2 separate regions of the Gossypium arboreum genome follow, and region 1 is linked to region 2. The links are chromatin contacts, called in public Hi-C maps. All regions are on one chromosome and are shown on one strand. The core of a region is the stretch at or near the end of the contact, and the rest is flanking DNA. Distances in the headings are between cores, read along the strand shown.

Region 1 (5,269 bases), core at 2,430-4,929, 350 kb before region 2:
GGTCCTTCCCATTTTGTTATTCATATGATTAGATCTCTATTTGACCCATTTACAGTATTTAATTACAACTGTCTCTAGTTAATTAATTAATTATTAATTGAGTTTTAATTGATTAGCATGAATATTATTATCAATATAGGAGAATATGAGTTCGATTATCTTTGAAGCATATTATTTTTTATTTATGGGTTAGAAAAGAGTTATAAATAGTTATAGATATTATATATATAAAAAATATAATCGAACCTATAATAAAATTATTAAAAATTGATTATTTAATTTTTATTAAATTTAGACTAAAATAAGGTATATTTGCTCGGAATAATAAAATGGTATGACCTTCCTTTATGATGGTGCTTTCTTATACTTCAATTTGAAAATTAATCTTTAGATTTTAGTTTCTAACATAATTTGGACACTATATTTTTATAATGTTACTGATTAGTGTAAATAGTTAATATTATTAACTTTTCAATTAAAATATTATGTAGTTATATATAATTTAAAAGCATATTTTAAATCTAAAATTAAAAGTGTTAAACTCTTAAGAGTAAAAGTAGAGGTATTAAACTCCAAATATACAAAGTGTACAGGGACTTAAAGAGTATATTTTAATCTTTAAATTTTACTCTAATAATTTGACACAAACAAATAATCAATTTAACGTGAAGTGTAAATGAACCATCCTAATAATATGATAAAACAAAGGTTCATTCTACATACATTTTGTCAAATCTTAAATTGGTTTTTTTGTAACTTTTAGGGTGTAATGTTAGTTTAAATATGATGCGTTTAAAATTACTCAATAATCTATAAGTGTTAAAAATGGGATAATGTCATAGTTGGTACTTGTATTTTAAAAATATTTAATGTGATATTTGAATTATCAATGTGTTTTATTATTGTGCTTAGTGTTAATACGTCTAATAAATTGTTAAACTAGTCAATTTGACATTAGAATTCTTTTTCAAATCATCAAGCAGAACATTTTGTGAAATAGATAAATAAAACAAAAATTAAATTAAAAAGAAAATAACTAAACATATGGTTAATAAAAGAAGAAGTAAATACTAAATTTACATGAGATAATCAAAATAAATTTAGTATTTTTTCTTTTTATTAACCATATGTTTATTTATTTGTTTTAAATTCTTTTTTTTATTTGTTTTGTTTTTCTCATGATGTTTTATTATCCATATGGACTTGATGATTTGAAAAAATATATATACTTGATGAAGTTTCATTGGCTAGCTTACCAATTCACTAACAATTGTTAACATCAAGTACCTTAATAAAAAAAAAACATATTGTTAGTTCAAGAAATACATGTGACATTTTCAAAATACAGACATCACATTAGATATTTTCTAAAAGTAAAAATACCAAAGTATCACATTAAATATTTTTAAAGTATAAGTACTGATATTTCATGAAAAAGGTACCAAATATTACATTATTCCGAAAACTTATTATAATACATGGAAGAGGTGTTTCCATAATCTTTCCTCAAGTTGTAGAAAATAATATATAATCCAACCCATAAAGACAGCAAGTGAAACAAAGGTATCAGTAAATATAAAAAGAGATCACAAGGATTAAGAATGGCTTTTATCATCTTATTCAAGCTTTCAATCTTCTTTTACATCAATTTTATGTCACAAACGTTGCAAATAATTTCCCCTCTTCTGGATTTTCATTTTTCACATCGATCGATTCAATGCAGCAGTCTGCCAACAGAATTTATGGTTCAACATCATGTCAAGAAATGCAGGGTGAAAAAATACCAGAGGCTGCCATAAAAGGACAACGGAACATGTCTTTTGAAACACATATAATTTCAATCCAGACCGACAAGTCATAGCTTTTAATATTTTGTTTCCGAAGGGACCGCAATTATTTGCCTTCAAATATTCATTCACTTCATCATCTACCTACATTTTTTCTTTTCATTTTAACCTCGGATTTGAGATTTTATTTAAAGTTTGTTATGTTTATGAATATTTTACTTTTTTCATTATTCATGTCCGTCTTATGATCTATATTCATGATTTATGATTGTTCCTTCCAACAATATCACTTATAAAGCTTAAACCTTCACTTTCTCTTAAAAATATAATGTCATTACACCCAATACTTGTTGATTATATATATATATATATATATATATATATATATATATATATATATTACATTTAAGAATTCATATTTAATACAATCACAATACATAACTTTACCTAACATCAAATTTTATTAAAATTTAATTTTGTATTTTTATTTTTATAGCGATAATGCATCAAATATAATTTTTATTATGTCTAATCAATACGAACTATAGTAACTAATAAGTGTGTTAGATGTAATAGTAAGTTATATTACATTTTCAAAGAAAGAATGCATACTTAAACCTTTAAAACACGGAATAATTATGAACCCTAACATGAAAACAAAAGAAGCATATTCTCAAAGAGAAAACATGGACCAAAGTAGCAAAATTAATATAACTTAAAAGCATCATCATTTATTTTTTAGTCTGGGTAAGGCTTGAAGGCCCATAAATTTGGATAATTTTTGTCACCTTATATGGACAAGTTTTGCCCATAATTTCTTTCAGTTAAATCAGGCTTCGGGCCTTAGTACCCACTTACTTAGTTTCAGATTTTAATCAAAAGCTTAATCCAAAAAGTAAACACAAAGTATTATTATATAATTTCAAAACTGGCTCTAGCAACATAAGTATATGTTTTCACTTCATTGAACCAAATTTTGTTAAATTTAGGGGCGACTTTAGGATTTTACACCTAAATTTTTAAAATTTCAGTTTAACTCTTTTAATTTTTAATTTTTTATTTTAATCTTATAATTAATGTTTAAAAATAAGATAATTTTGTGTTTGGTCCCTCAAAGTTTTCTAAAGTTTCTTTTAATTTGATTTCTTTTATAGAATGTATAATTTTCTATAATAAATTTAATAACATTGGTAGGCTAATACAAAATAGTTTTTAATTATTAATTTGGTAAAATAATTAATACTTAAATAATTTCAATTTCAATCAAATTAAGCATCTAAATGTTTTGATTATCAAAATCATCTCACATTTAATAGGCCAGACCTAGTTTTAACGTATCTATTTTTAAATATCCCGGCCTTCTTATCAATATTTCTGGCTTTCCCCTATTCCGTGAGTTTCTGGGTCGTTTTTTCAGCAGTGGACTCGCACGCTGGTTGTGGTAGAATTTGGATAGTTTTGTCGTCTTACATTCGACTTAGGTCCATTGGTGCACGTTGTTTCCAGTGACTTGCTGGTTGTTGTAGACGAGCCACAATGATTTCATCTTTCGTAATTCCAATGGTAGCAGCAAGCATGTGGTGGTAGCGAGTATTGCGTGTGGGCAAGCAATTATCACTATGGATCTTCCCAACCGTCTCTCTAGCTGCTCTTATTCTCGTATGTGTTGGCAACCACCGAATGTGGATTGGTCAAGGTCAACGTCGATGGTCGTTGTCTGAGCGACGTAACAGTGCTTGTATTGGTGGTGCTGTCCGAGATTGTTGTGGGGAATGGCTAGGTGGCTTCACAATGTCAATTGATGTTTCGTCGGTTTTCCAACTAGAGGCACGTGCGTTGTACGTCGGACTTCAGTTTGCATGGGATAGGGGCTTCCATAGTGTGGCGGTGGAGAGTGATAATGCCCTTCTCAGGAGTGGTGTTACTGTGGACAGCAGCTTTGGTGAGTTGCGGTTAGCGCATGCGTTGTGTGAGCGTAATTGGAACGTATATGTCTAAGACATGTTGGCCGTGCTTTGGACCAAGTTGCTGATCATCTGCCACCGATCCGTTCTTCCCAGCTGAATGAGTTTAATGCTTTCCACACAGCTCCGGTGTCGGCTGAACCTTTGTTGGCTGCAGATGCACGCTGTTTCTTCCAAGATGTTAGCAGGGAGCTAAACATTGTCTAGTAGTTAGCTCTGCTCTTTTCTAAAAGGCAAAGTTATTAAAAGATAAGAATGCCTCATGGCAGTTTTTAAAAAGATGAAAAATCAATAAAAAGGGAGTTGCACTATTAAAAGGAGCGGAAAAAGAGAGATAAGAAACTGTTGCAGATCGTCTTCTTCATATTTTCTATAGGAGCCCAACGGCCCACTACTTCTTTCACCATTTTTCTTTATCCTAATCTCTGTCAACTCTCTAATCCCAGTGAGCTAGCACTAAACGACCTCAATTTAGCCACCATCTTCCCCCCCAAGGAAACCACAGTCACCAATATCCTCACCCTTTGTCTTGTGCTAAAACACCCCGATGCTGTCAGCCATCATCACTGCCCACTTGCAAGGCCATATCAAATCCAAACCCTCTAAATACCTGAGGAGAGCATGGAGCTTGCACAGGAGAAATGGTGATCAAATACAGTGAGGAGGAGCACATTGAACTAATCTACCCCCAAAGTTATTGGGCTACAATATAATTTCTCTTTTATTGTTAACATGGTTTATTATTTTGTTGAACATGTCATTGTGTTGTTGGATCTCCACAAATTTAAGGCTTGGGTGTCGTTCATTGCATGTGTTTTGTATTCTGTATTAATATATAACAATTATAACCCGGATTAGATGAGATAATAATTTCTTCTACCTTAATTAATGGTTTAAAGTTTAAGTTTGTTCTGAATATAAAATAATTTTAAAATTCGTGATTAACGTCTACTCATTTAATTGTCAAAAACTAAAAAAACTTAAGTATTTAACTTAAATTTAAGATTAAATTTGAAAATAAAAAAATTAATAATATTAATAGATGGATTAAAAATTTTAACTTTGAAAAGTGAAAGAACTAAATTACTGAAAATTAAATTTTAAATATATAACAAAAATTTATGTAAATAGTAACTTTTAAATAATTTAATCAACAAATAAATAATTAATCCAACAAAGGTGAAAACCATAGCAGTTATAATGTGTTTTTGGCATGAATGTTTGGACACGTTCTGTTTCAATGCAATATGGGGCTTGTTTCATGGGTAAATTCAATGCACTTGGTGAAAACCTATATGCAAGAATATATTTTTAAAAAGTTTTATTTTTTAGATAAAAATAATAAAAATAATATTTCTCGAACTACCATAATTTATAACTTTTTCCGCCTCATTGGGAGAGATTTCATCGATTATTATTACTCCTATATGTCGTAGACTCGAGAGAGATATAGGAAAGCACTTAATATCTATGTTATTTATTCCAATATTATATATATATATATATTTAAAATCCAAT
Region 2 (5,453 bases), core at 1,728-4,227:
TCAAGATTAGTTTCTTACCTCTGCTTCAATTGCTTCAATATCTATGCTGTAATTATGACCTTTTACCATAATATTATACCGGTTATGGTTTTGGAGGATAATAATAGGTATAAGCAGCCTTGTCGTCAGATCAACAGTTTCAAACCTGAGTTCACCAAGGACAAACAAATAAGCAGGCAACTGAAAAGGCCCTAAACCCCAGTAAACAATAATGCTAGAAAGGTATAGAGCTGAGCATGATTCATAAATCAGAATCAACTATGCTTCCAATTATGATAATTTAAGAAACATAAAATGCAAGTATTAATCAATGAATAAAGATAGTGTAAAATTACCGAACATCTGGAGCTATAACATGCTCAACTGTGGTTGCTACCAAGGCAGCAAGATGTCCCATGAAATTATCATGAGTAGCACGATTACTGACAGAAGCCAAACCCCCTGGGAATAAGATACTCCGTATTCGTGGCAATGTTCTAGGACTGACACTTCCTTCTTCAGTTTCAATCTTCCCGTAAGTACAAGGGCCAGCCGATAGGTCGATCACAACAAACCTGAACAGTAGAGGCAGAAATGAGCCCCAGAGAAAGAGATTAAAAAAAAAAAGTGAGAGGTTATAGAGCAGCTAATTGAGAAGTGGAATTCTATATTATCAAATATCTTGTTAAATCTAGCAGTTCTTTCTCATAAGTCCATAAATCAGGGACTCAAAAGTTAAACTTTCGACAAAGTAATTCAACTCAAAACAGACCTTCCAGAGCTAAGCCAAACTTGAGACGCTCCTCCTCCATTGTATCGATATCGATATATGTAGTCTCCCTCTTGTTGTTTCATTTCTTCATTAGTCAGTGGGGTAAGTTTGCTATACATCAAACTATCAAGATCAACCTCCTTATTCCTAGGATCCATTCTGACCTAAAAAGAGGCCGAATCATTCACCAGTGTATCAAGAAGGAAAATTTCAAAACAATGCAGCCATGTAAGGGGAAAGGAAAAACAAAAACACTAGGAATGGTCAAAGTTTCATACAGACAAAACACAGAACTCATGTTTGAAATTATACTTAACAAAACACAGAACTAATGTTTGAAATTATACTTAGCTTATACCTTGTCGAAGTTAACAATAAATATAGCAGTTGGCACAGGTCTATCCATCTCTTTAGCAGAATATCCCCCACTTTCCATGTCAAATATATATGAATATAGCTTTTGGAATACTGGCTCCACAGCTGTTGCTTCCACCTCAAATAGGGGCACCTCTCTCCCAAAATCAGGCTAATATGTAAAATGAAAAAAAAAAGAAAAAAAGAAATTGATATATAAAAGAATTCATATGGTTAATATTCTTTCCACTATCAAGAGTAATAGTAAATATGAAGCAATATAGTAGACCTCTCTTGCGAAAAAAGAAATTGATATACAAAAGAATTCATATGGTTAATATTCTTTCCACTATCAAGAGTAATAGTAAATATGAAGCAATATAGTAGACCTCTCTTGCGGAACCAGCAGGAACCATGGCCTCCTTCAGTGCCTTCTCAAGCGCAATCAATTCTGGCTGTCCTGCCTATAGTAGAACAAATAAGTGAAGAACAACAGTAACAACTCAGTTTAGATATCTAGTTGAAGCTTAAACCAGTAGTAATTATTAAGATGCAATAAGGAATGAAAAAACTTACAGGAAATGTGTTATAAACAACATGATGTTCGATATCAAGGGGCTCCTCGGTCTCGAGACAGGAAGGCCTATGAGAGGGAAAGCTAACTCTCAGAAACTCCTCCAATTTCTGTGCATCGACATTGTACCGATAGCCACCATCTCCATTGAGACCAATTAGCACCACATTCACCTCGAGCGGAACCTGAAATGGAACCTGCACAACAGAACTTGTTCTAATCATAACCATAGATGAGTAAAACTAAGCTAACAGCCACAACCTCTTCATGTTTCTAGGGATTCCAGGAACGCAATTTAAATTTTGAATCACATTTTGGGAGAGATCAACTACGTAGCTCATTCACTCAAGTCGAAACCTATAATATTGGTAAGTTCCTTTAAAGTAATCACTAAAACAACAAAAAATCAATGAAAATTGGCGAGAAAAATGTCCATATAAGTTTCTTTAGAGATTTAACAAGATTTTTAGAAAGGGAACCTTTTCTAATCATAACCAGAGATGAGAAGAACTAAGCTAGCAGCCACTAACTCTTCAAGGTTCGAGAGATTTTCAGAACGCAATTCGAATTTTGAATTACATTTTAGGATAGATCAACTGTGTAGCTCAAATTCAGTCAATTCGAGTCCTATAATTTTCGTAAATTCGACGCTCTAAATTAATAATTAAAATGAAAAAACCTCGATGAAAACCCGATATTATTAATAATATGAATTTTTTCAAAAAAGAAAAAGAAAACTCGATGAAAATTGGCGAGGAAAAAGTCGTCATAATTTCTTCACAGATTTAACAAGATTTTCAGAGCGAGAATCGATTACCTCAGCACGCGTGTGGAGCGTGCGGCGAACATCGGATCGGACGCTGTCGCGAACTTCGAGGAATGCGCTATGGTGCCAGTGAGGGTGATCAGGGTCTCTTTTGAACGCTTGTTGAGTAGAATCGGAGAAAGTTGCGAGTCCACTGAGTGTAACGAGAAATATCGAACATGATAACATAGACGATAACCTCGATCTCGATTCCATTTCAGTGATAAAAACAGAGGAGAAATGCGTGAAAATGGTTACTCAATTAATTTTGTATGAGCGTTTTAGCCACTACCGGCGATGACTTGCGCCTAGACTGAACTGGGAATTAATAATTTACGAAGTTTCCAAAATGATGCCTGCTTTTGTGGTTAAATTACGAGATGTAGAATGAAAACATTTTATAATGAGCCTTATGATTTTGGGCAATCAATTTTCAACTTGAAGCAGCCCACCCCATCTTCTTTCATCAAATTACGAACGGTTAAACTTGGTGTATATTTTTCCCTTTGTTGTTTATGTTTAATTAGTACTTAATTTTAAAATAGTTAAATAATTTGACATTTTATTTAAAACGTGTTTTTCCAGTGAAAAGAAAATTAAAATGATGAAAAATTGAAGGATGAAAAAATAAAAAGATAAAAGAAAATATTATTTTTCTTTTTATATATGTGTCGAGTAGAAAAGATGGAAAAGATTTTTTTCCTCCATTACCTGGTAAAATTGAAAGATTTAATGAAATAAAATAAAATATTTGAAATATATATAATTTAAACTAAGAGACACTTCTCCTACTTTCTCTCCAATCACCGTTCCAATTTGGAAGAATTTGTTTTTATGTATGAGAATGAAAAATTATCGTTTCTCTCATTTTCTTTCTCACCCTGCACATTTAAAATTTATTTTCTTTCCACTTTTCCACTCCCTTCTGACATTGCTCCACTTTTTTTCCTAACCAATCACACCCTTAAGCTTTGTTTGGTACAAAAGAAAGAAATTTAGAAAATTGGAGAGGAAAACTAGAAGGATGGAAAATATAAATTTTCTTTCAATGGATATGCTTGGTAGAAAAGATGAAAAAAATAATTTTCTTTCTCTTAATTGCTTAGTAGAGTTAAAAAATGAAAGGAAAGCAAATAAAACAATCGAAAAATGTAAAATTTGAACAAACATACACTTCTCTCCCATTTTCTCTTTTCTAATCATTTTAATTTAGAAAGATCAGTTTTTATGCATTAGAATGAAAAATGATCATCTCTCTTATTTTATTTTCTCTCACTTTTCTTCCCAACTAAGTACACTCTAAATTTATTTTCTTTCTATTTTTCCACTTTCTCCTTCTATTCCTCTATTTTTTTCATCCAACCAAATACACCTTAAAGTTATATGCAATAGTATAAACTTAAAAGGAATAGGTGCTTTTTTTTTTTTTGAAAAAGCACTTTTGGAATCAAAATAATATTCTTAGCCCTCATTTATCATTATACTTATTTTTTGTAATATTTATATTAGGTATACAATTATTTCACTTCTTGAAATTTATTTCAGCATTATTTATTGGAACTAATTTGTATTCTTATGTGATTCACAATTATATATATTAACTTTTTAATTCTTTTTAACATTAATTTATGTTAATTTCTTCAAAAATATTATTAAATTAAAAATTAATGTAAATAAAAATATTTAACTAATTTAGAATAAGTTATATTAGTGTTATTTGGTCTTAAAATTATTTACTATTAAAACAATACAAAAATTCATCATGGTATAAATATTAATATTAATACATTATAGTTTAAAACTATTATTAATAATATTAATATATTATAATTTAAAAATATTATTAATAATTTCTTACAGGTTATTTATTTTATATATATTGTTAAATTAATTTGTTTTAATCTTTAAATTGTTAATATTCAATTTTGTGATTTTGTATTTATTTTTGTGCTACTTTAATCAATGAATATAATTAATTCTTATTATATTTGAAAATACAAATTTAATTTGATAAATGTTATTAATATATGTCTTTCTTTAAAAATATATTTTAAGCTTCACAATTTAATATTCATTAATTTTATATTACAACATTAAAATTGAATTCATTTAAGTAAAATATTTTACGTCGATAAATGTTATTATTATATGTCTTTCTTCTTGGTGTAAAGTAAAGAACAGATGATTACATGGATTTATACATAGATATAGTACCTCTAATACTATCTTCTTATAGTATTTCTTTGATTGCCACGGGAAGATCTTCGAACATATGTAAGTCTTCATCGTTCAATGAAGCAATTTTTGCTATTGCATCCGCTGCCTTACTAAATTCTCTAGGGATGTATTCCTAAAACCACTTCTTTTCAGTTGATAAAATCTATTGAATTCGCCTAACCAAGGCAGAATTTGATCCTTCAAGTTTACTGTCGCCAATGATTTTAATGACCTCAAGATTATCAGATTGGATGACGACCTCATCATAACCTTGTTTTTGAATCAGTAATATTAAACCATCTAAAATGCTCCAAAGTTCTACAATAAAAATTGAGCACTTCCCCAAAAAACGATTATAGCCCAAAATCCACTTCTCCTTTCCATCTCGTATTACTCCACCTACACTAGAAAAACCTGAAACAGTTTGAACAAATCAATCAATGTTAAGGAAAAAATGCATACCTGAATTTGTTTGTTCAGAGTGGTATTGCGAATTCGACTTCAAATATTCTTTATAAACTAAGGAATATTGGTTTGACCAACTATATAAAATCTTAATGATTTCATCTGGACTCATTGGTTTACCTAGGAAAATGATTAAATTTTGATTTTTCCATATGTGCCAAAGTAATAACTTGAAGAAACATGCCCATTCCAATTCTCTCATGTTAAGGTTTGACTAAACCTCCGATAAATTAGCATAGAAAAAATGCTACTTCAGATTTGGTGGGAGAACAAGTTTCCATATATCC

What was found. Hi-C and Micro-C count contacts between places; a contact is called where the count stands out from the background.
Region 1: a Hi-C map of leaf shows a contact between it and region 2, with 4 times the contacts expected there. The contact joins the enhancer-like site here to the promoter of LOC108489586 in region 2. A contact is called at or near these places in 3 of 5 Hi-C or Micro-C datasets (all in leaf).

Annotation. Positions count from the first base shown.
Region 1 is chr10:111,555,116-111,560,384 of ASM2569848v2, reverse strand. No RefSeq gene overlaps it. Among protein-coding and RNA genes, the nearest start is that of LOC128283347, 17 kb to the right of the region's middle. Within about 2 kb of position 3,679, at least 1 of the 2 cell types and tissues checked has an H3K27ac peak or open chromatin away from gene starts, as enhancers often do. A contact at or near this core is called in leaf, where this site is marked.
Region 2 is chr10:111,205,931-111,211,383 of ASM2569848v2, reverse strand. LOC108489586 reads right to left here and starts at 2,977. Exons shown (of 16, transcript XM_017794235.2): 1 at 2,497-2,977; 2 at 1,682-1,876; 3 at 1,495-1,569; 4 at 1,110-1,277; 5 at 752-915; 6 at 336-554; 7 at 19-145. The coding sequence starts at 2,700.